Linked DNA regions of Mus musculus: region 2 is linked to region 1. Evidence: chromatin contacts called from public Hi-C data. All regions are on one chromosome and are shown on one strand. Each heading gives the region's core, a stretch centred on a gene start, on an enhancer-like site or on the middle of the called end of the contact. The rest is flanking DNA. Distances are from core to core; before and after follow the strand shown. Region 1 has its middle 39 kb from the start of Gm30206. Region 2 has its middle 22 kb from the start of Gm38726.

Evidence for each region. Hi-C and Micro-C count contacts between places; a contact is called where the count stands out from the background.
Region 2: a Hi-C map of muscle stem cells shows a contact between it and region 1, with 2.4 times the contacts expected there. The contact joins two enhancer-like sites. A contact is called at or near these places in 19 of 484 Hi-C or Micro-C datasets (the AML12 cell line, the G1E-ER4 cell line, the HL-1 cell line and 11 more) and 2 of 115 datasets of contacts at active chromatin or transcription factors (large pre-B cells and pancreatic cancer cells).

What each region holds. Positions count from the first base shown.
Region 1 is chr5:138,862,128-138,865,781 of GRCm38.p6, reverse strand. It overlaps the pseudogene Gm31891. Among named protein-coding and RNA genes, the nearest start is that of Gm30206, 39 kb to the right of the region's middle. Within about 2 kb of position 1,866, at least 39 of the 459 cell types and tissues checked have an H3K27ac peak or open chromatin away from gene starts, as enhancers often do. A contact at or near this core is called in muscle stem cells, where this site is marked.
Region 2 is chr5:138,954,884-138,958,537 of GRCm38.p6, reverse strand. No RefSeq gene overlaps it. Among named protein-coding and RNA genes, the nearest start is that of Gm38726, 22 kb to the right of the region's middle. Within about 2 kb of position 2,072, at least 20 of the 459 cell types and tissues checked have an H3K27ac peak or open chromatin away from gene starts, as enhancers often do. A contact at or near this core is called in muscle stem cells, where this site is marked.

The DNA of each region.
Region 1 (3,654 bases), core at 617-3,116:
CCAGAGCTAGTCTTCACAGCTGCTCTACAAAGTGCCTCTCAACTCCCTGTAGCCCTGGTGCCCCTCACCAGGCAGGAACCTCTGCCCTCCTGGATCCTGTCAGCTGTCCCTCAGTTCTTCTCTCTGAAGACTCTACCGACTCAGTTTCCTAGGACAGAGGGAAGCCTCTCTCCTGCTCTCCCCTGCTCCTGAGAAGGTACTGCCCTCACTCTGGGCTTTAGTCATTCAAGCCTGGGCAGGGGACCAGATCGAGACTGCCAGCTGTAGCCTGCTGCCTGGCTTTTGGCACAGGCTGCACACCTCTGATGGCTGCTGGAGGTTTTGGGGATGGCATCACATGACTTTGGATCTCCCAGGATTCAGAAAGCCCCAGTGGCATGGTAGCTTCTTTGGCGAGGACAGGTCAAGAACAGCTGCTATCCAGGGCAAACCTACAGCACCATTCTTCAACTTTGGATGATGCTACCAAGTCAATCAGTTTGTGTCTTCCTTACCTGGGTGGGCTGCCCCGTAACCACACAGAGAGGGTAGGCCTTAGGACTTAGAGCAGTGTTCTTTGTGCAGTGGAGTTGCCAGCTATGAGCGTGCAGGGCAGGGGTATTTCTGTTTCAGGAGCCAGCACAGGGCCAGGGTTTGAGGACCACATGGGGCTGGTAGGTGGAGCCTCCTTTCCTCCTCCAAATAAAGGCCCGCTCTCCTCACCCTGGGCTGAGCAGTAATGATTAACGTGGCTGGCTCTGTTCTCTTTGTTTCTGCTGGGCTGGGACTGTGGATGCGGGAAGTAGGGGACACACAGTCTCTCCCTGCTGCGCATGAATGCTGGGTTTATCTTCTCTTCAGGCTTCTCTGGTTTCAGCGCCTTATTTGTTCTGACATAGATGGGCTTTATCTCCAGTTCCTAATGGCCAATGGAACCCCAGATAGTTCCTCAGAGGCTCTGGCCCACTGTAGGTGTGCTGATGGGATTGACCATGCTGGGTCTCTGAGGAAGACACAGCCCACAAGGGTCCTTGTCTGTGTGACTCTGTCCGTTGTTTGTGCTCAAGGGAGGCAAGCAGACAGAGCAGAGCAAGAAAGCCTCCCTTAGCAAGGGGTGGAGGCCTTGGGGATAAAGACCTTTCAGAAAACCTTTGTACTGGGCACTCATCTGTGGTCATACTGGGTGCTCACCTGTGCTCATACTGGGTGCTCACCTGTGGTCATCCTGGATACTCATTCATTCACCTGGGACAAGTTGGTTCAGCAATTGCTAAACCATATTCAGTTGCTGCATAGGCTCTAGATGGTGGGGCCTGCTATTTTTCCTGAAAGAAATTTCTAGAAAGTACTTCCTCATACCCCTTTCTTTTTTGCTGGTCTCTGATCCAAGCCTCAGTAAGTTGGACATGTGCCCTGGTTTAGCTCTGGACAGAGTGGATGGAGCCCCAGGGCCTCTGGGGGCTGCAAGCTGGAGCTGCATCTGCCTGCCCATCTTGCCTTGTGTTTCCTCCCTGAGTCCCTACTGCTGTGCCCTAGTCTTCCCCCATACTCCCCCCAGGTCCCCCCACCCCCTGTCAGATTACTAGGCCTCCAGAAGCCTAAAGCCAGGGAACAATATGGCATAACCTGGCAGGTGTCACTGGAAGTCTGATTAGATTTTCTGCACAGCTGAGAATGTAAATATTGGTGAGAGTCGGAAGACCAAGTCATCTCTGGCAAGATATTACGTCATTCCAACACCTGCTCTGGACAGAGCTCTAAGGGCATGTGACCCACCTCATGGCTGGCATTGCCACAAGAAGCTGATAGGTGTTGCCATGAGGGACACAGTGTATGACCAGCTGCGTGTTTGCAGAGCTGGCAATACCGGCCACTAGGTCCCAGCATGGGACTCAGCAGGCCCAGCTGTCTCTGCCTGGACACTGGGCCAAACAGTGAGTTCTCTGGGCCCCCGGAACTTATCTTGAGTCAATAGAGACTCTGGGCAGCCACAGAGGCTGTTGACCAGGCCAGCAGACAAGAGTGGCATTCAGGTCCCTAGCTGGTTTCCAGTGAGCTCAGCTGCTCCACAGCTGGGGCCAGGGACGGCCTGCACCCCACCCGCCTGCTGGGCCTGTTTTCCTGCTGGTAAACAAGGAGCCTGGGAAGGGTCAGAGCTCTGGGCATCAGTGGAGCAAGGTCTTTATTATGTATAGCTACAGGCACCTGGGGGGAGGAAGCTGTGGTAGAACACAGAAATAGCCACACCATGGCACCTGTGGGAGGACAGTGGGCAGATTACCCTTTGAAGCAGGAACCATAGTGTAGTGACCAAGTCCTGCTCTGGGGGCTAGGGTTCTTCAAGATATCATTTGATGACTGAAAAAGTTGAGGAGGGGTCACTAGAACAGGCAAGAGCAAAGAGGATGTTCCCCTGAACCCTGAGGACTCACAACAAACCCCATACTGCCCTGTCCAAGCTTGTTGTAGGTCAGTAGGTAGAAGCGGGTCTCATTTCCTTGGGCAACCTTGAGTCTATGACAAAGCTGAGGACACACAATGAGGACCTATCAGACAGTCTGTCTGTTTATCTGGCCACACTGACCAGAGCCTTTCCAGATTGGGGAGTTATAGGAATGTCCTAGGGTCTCTTCTGACAGCTATGCAGTACCCAGGCAGAACCCACATGTCTCCTTTCTCTTCAGCCCTGAACTATTGGGCTGACATGCTGGGGGAAGGGAGCTAGAGGAAATGGGTGTAGCCTCACCTGGTGGACATGGTTTGTGTTCAGGGTGTCTGATTTGCTTCGAAGCGATCCAGAGCTGGGGGTGCCCAATGGGCAGGGACATAATGCTGGAAACTTTTCAAGTTTGTGTTCTGTTACTGTGACAAACACCATGACCAAAGCAAGATAGGCAGGAGAGAGTTTATTTGGCTCAGACTTCCAGGTCACAATCCATCACTGAGAGAAGTCAAGTAAGGGACCTGGAGGCAGAAACAATGGAAGAACACTGCTTGTTGGTTTGCTCTTATTAGTGTTTTTATACAGCCTATGGCCACCTGCCTAGGAAGTGGTGCCGCCCACAGTGGGGTGGGCCCTCCTACACCAACTAAGACACATTAACATTACACTACTACATCACATTAACCCACAGTCGTGTGCACAGGCCAGCTTATTAAGATAGTTACTCAACTGGCATTCTTCTCGAGTGATTCCAGACCATGTCAAGATGACAGCTAAGGCTGACTAAGACAGGGACCCTCACTGCAAGCTGACCCTGGGAGTACAGTCAGGAGTCTTTATCTCGTTACTCTCTGGACTCTGTGGTGGTTCACCCTGCTTTGTGTCCCTAAAGCTCAGCATGGGATTCTGGTGTCTTTCCAAGCCCTCTGCCTAGATAGAATTAGCTAATGCTCTATTGATAAGCATCCCCAATTCCTGTCCATGAGAATGTGACCTCTTAGGAAACAGGGTCTCTCCTGATGACATTAGTTAAAGTCCTGGTTTTAGATTCAAGCCTTCATTTTGGTATTGTCTTTGTTGTTTGAGACAGTCTCTCATGTAGACATGACTGATCTCCAACTCACTACGCAGGCAAAGATGACCTCAAATTCCTGATCCTCCTGACCCATCCTCCAAGCATTGGGCTTACAGGCAAAACCATCGGTTTTTGTAGAACAGGAGGCTGAACACAG
Region 2 (3,654 bases), core at 823-3,322, 93 kb before region 1:
TGTGTTTGTCCTGGGAACTCATGCTCTTGCGATAACAGCCAGCTGACCCAGATAACCATAAATGACAGGCAGGAGCTGTGGGAGGGGGCTTGCTACAGAGGAACACCCTCAAAAGTATCAGTTCTCAACCTCTGGGCATGGCGGCACCCCTTGGGAGATGGAACAACCCTTTCACAGGAGTATCATATCAGATACCCTGCATATCAGATATTTACATTACAATTCATTACAGTAGCAAACTTGCAGTTATGAAGTACAATGAGATAATTTTATGGTTGGGGGGGGGTCCACCACAACATGAGGAACTGTATTAAAGCTGTATCGCAGTTTTAGGAAGGTTGAGAACCACTGCTCAAAAGGATCTTATTGAAAACACAATGTGTTTGGCAGATGTAACTAGTGTCCTGAGCTCGAGATAAGTTCATCGTGGGGTGACTTGCTGTCCTAGTGAGAGGCAAGAGACACAACTGCAGACACGTGTGCATTCTCTCTCTCTCTCTCTCTCTCTCTCTCTCTCTCACTCACACACACACACACACACACACACACACACACAACTCTCAAACTCACACATGCACAAACATGGTCTGAACACACAGGCCCACAGATGGGGTGATGTATGCAAGCCCAGGGTCACCTGCTGTAGCTGGAGTGAAACCCAGAGCAGATTCCCTTGGAGGCTCAGTCAGCCTAGCTGACATCTCACTCTTGGGCCTCTGGCATCCAGGACACACACAAAAGTGTGCTCTCCAGGTCACCCCTTTGGTGGTAAGTTGTGGCACCTCGTAGCTCTGGACTCTGTAGGCAACAACCTGGCAGGGCTCCTGTGACCCAGTGCTGGTTGATGAACACGTCTGACATGTGGTTTTTTTTTTTCCCTGCACTGCCCAGTTCGGCAGCCAATGGCCACTGTTTCTACTGGGCACTTGATATGCGCTGGTACTATGTTCCATATAATATCAACTGGGGGCCCACATGTGGCTGATGGCTGTCATATTAGACAGGCAGCTTTAGAATCGCAAGCATCTCTATGACTGCTGAATCTCAGGATGATGGTCTATGTTCTCAGACACTCCCACCCCAGGGATACCAGCCAGGAAGTTTGCAAAATGTTACGTAGAGGAGAAGCGGTGCTCTGTGTCAGATCCTTGGGGTGCACTCCAGTGGCTTCTCTGACCCTGTCTATGCCCTCAACTTCTGGGTATCCCAGTAGAAGCCTCCAGTTGAGATGTAGTGAAATGACCTGACTTCCTCAATGCCCATCTTTCCCCAGTCTATTAGATCACAGGGTGGTGCAGAACACTGACTTTTAGGGTAAGCTGTTTCAGACCCTCATGAGTACCCACTTCCCAAGACTGACAAGAATGCGTGTTACACAGATTATACAAATCTTAACGAGTCTAACCATCCCTGCAAGCTGCAGTCATGCTGGGACTCCTTCGAGATTACATGACCACCAACCAGGAGGAGCTCCACATGTGGGGAAAGCCTGCACTGACTCTGGGAAGCCTGATGACGGTGTGACAGGGATGGTGGCACAGTGAGAGATGGTGGTGGGGATGGCACATATGGAGAGGTGGCAGTTGTGGGGACGTCATGAGGGAGTGATGGTTCTGATGCTGTGGTCATTGTGAGGAATACGTGTCACAGGATGGTTGTGAGGTGACAGCTGTGGGAGGTTGTAGTCGGCAGGGGTGACGGCTGTGACGAATGGTCATCAGGAGGTGGTGGAGGAGGAGGGACCGTGAGGATGTGATGGTTATGAGTTGGTGACAGTGTCTTGTATACAGTCAGTGCCCGAGGGCAGTCTATTGAACTGACAGTGTGCATGTGTGACAATCTGGAGCACCCAGAAAACCAGCCAGGCATCCAGAATTCCACAGGAGTGAGGCGGGCGAGCTGAGATGGGTGTTGAAACACATGTTCACAGCCAGCAGTGCACAGCTGTTTCCTCTTGTGGCTTCCACAGCCTCGGATGATTTGTTTTATTAGAGGAGAGTAGTGTTTGCTACCAACCGGCAGCCCCGGAGGCCCTGGGGAGGCCGACAGATGCCTGTGATGGCTGTGGGCTCAGCCGCTTTACTCTTTCTTTGTATGCAGATGGGTGAGGCTGTGGATCACTAGTCAACTTGGGCTGAGAGCCACATGTGCTCCAGCCTGATCTAGACTTTGGGGTGAGGGGACGCAAGGGAGCTTTCCTGAACATGGACAGAGTCAGGCCCACCATAGCCCACTGCCTTGGCCACATCTGTTCTGCAATGAGCATGGGTGAGGGAGGGGACCCAGTGGCTCTTCCAGCTGGGCTATTGGTTGGTTGTTAGCTCTGTCGCCAAAGTTTCAGTTGGGCACCCCAGACAAAACCCATCCCTGTGCAGGCTTCTGTGCCTTCAACTGACATGAGAAAGGATCATGCCCACCTGGCAGAGCTGGGTGTGTGGCGGGCTCCTAGTTACGTTGTGGGACCTCCAGAGTCAGACTTTCTAACGTGTCTGCAATCCCCCACGTGCAGCTCAGCAGGGGATGGAATATCATAAGCCCCGCCCCACGCACATCTAAGGCTTTAGGCTCTTCCTACAGCAGGTTGGGGTGAAGCTGGGCTAATAGGATTCGATGGTATGAATGAATGGGAAGAAACTCCGAAGGCTGGCTATTTCACTGGGAATCCAGACTTGGTACAGGAATAGTATTTGAATATTTAAATAAAAAGCAGGGTTTATGTATTACTATTATTTTTTATTATTAACCGTTATCGTTATTGTTGTTGATGGTGGTGGTGGTGATGTGTGTGTGTGTGTGTGTGTGTGTGTGTGTGTGACAGCATATATTTGGAGGTCAGAGGACAACTTTCAGGAGTTGGTTCTCTCCACTGTGGGTTCTGGGGATTGAGTTCAGGTTATCTGGTTTATGCAGCAAGTGACTTTACCTGCTGATCCATCTCACTGGCACCAAATTTAGAATTTAAATTTTCCCAGCCAGGCTTGGTGGTGCATGTCTGTAATCTCAGGTACTTGGGAGGGAGCTTGAGGTAAGTAGATCATCAATTCAAGACCTACCGAGTGTGTTCAAGGCCAGTGAGGGTGTCTAAAAAAGTAAAAAGAGGACTGAAGATCAAGCTTAACAGTAGAGCCCCTGCCTAGAATCCCCCAGTGAGGGGCTGGGGGCATGGCTCAGTGGTAGAAGTCCAGCCTAGAATCTCCCAGTGAGGGGCTGGGGTGTGACTCAGTGGTAGAGCCCCTGCCTAGAATCCCCCAGGGAGGGGCTGGGGGCGTGGCTCAGTGGTGGAGCCCCTGCCTAGAATCCCCCAGGGAGGGGCTGGGGGCGTGGCTCAGTGGTGGAGCCCCTGCCTAGAATCCCCCCTAGAATCCCCCAGGGAGGGCCTGGGGGCGTGGCTCAGTGGTAGAGCCCCTGCCTAGAATCCCCCAGGGAGGGGCTGGGGTGTGGCTCAGTGGTGGAGCCCCTGCCTAGAATCCCCCAGTGAGGGGCTGGAGGCATGGCTTAGTGGTAGAGGTCCAGCCTAGAATCTCCCAGTGAGGGGCTGGGGGCGTGGCTCAGTGGTGGAGCCCCTGCCTAGAATCCCCACTAGAATCCCCCAGGGAGGGCCTGGGGGTGTGGCTCAGTGGTAGAGGTCCAGCCTAGAATCTCCCAGTGAGGGGG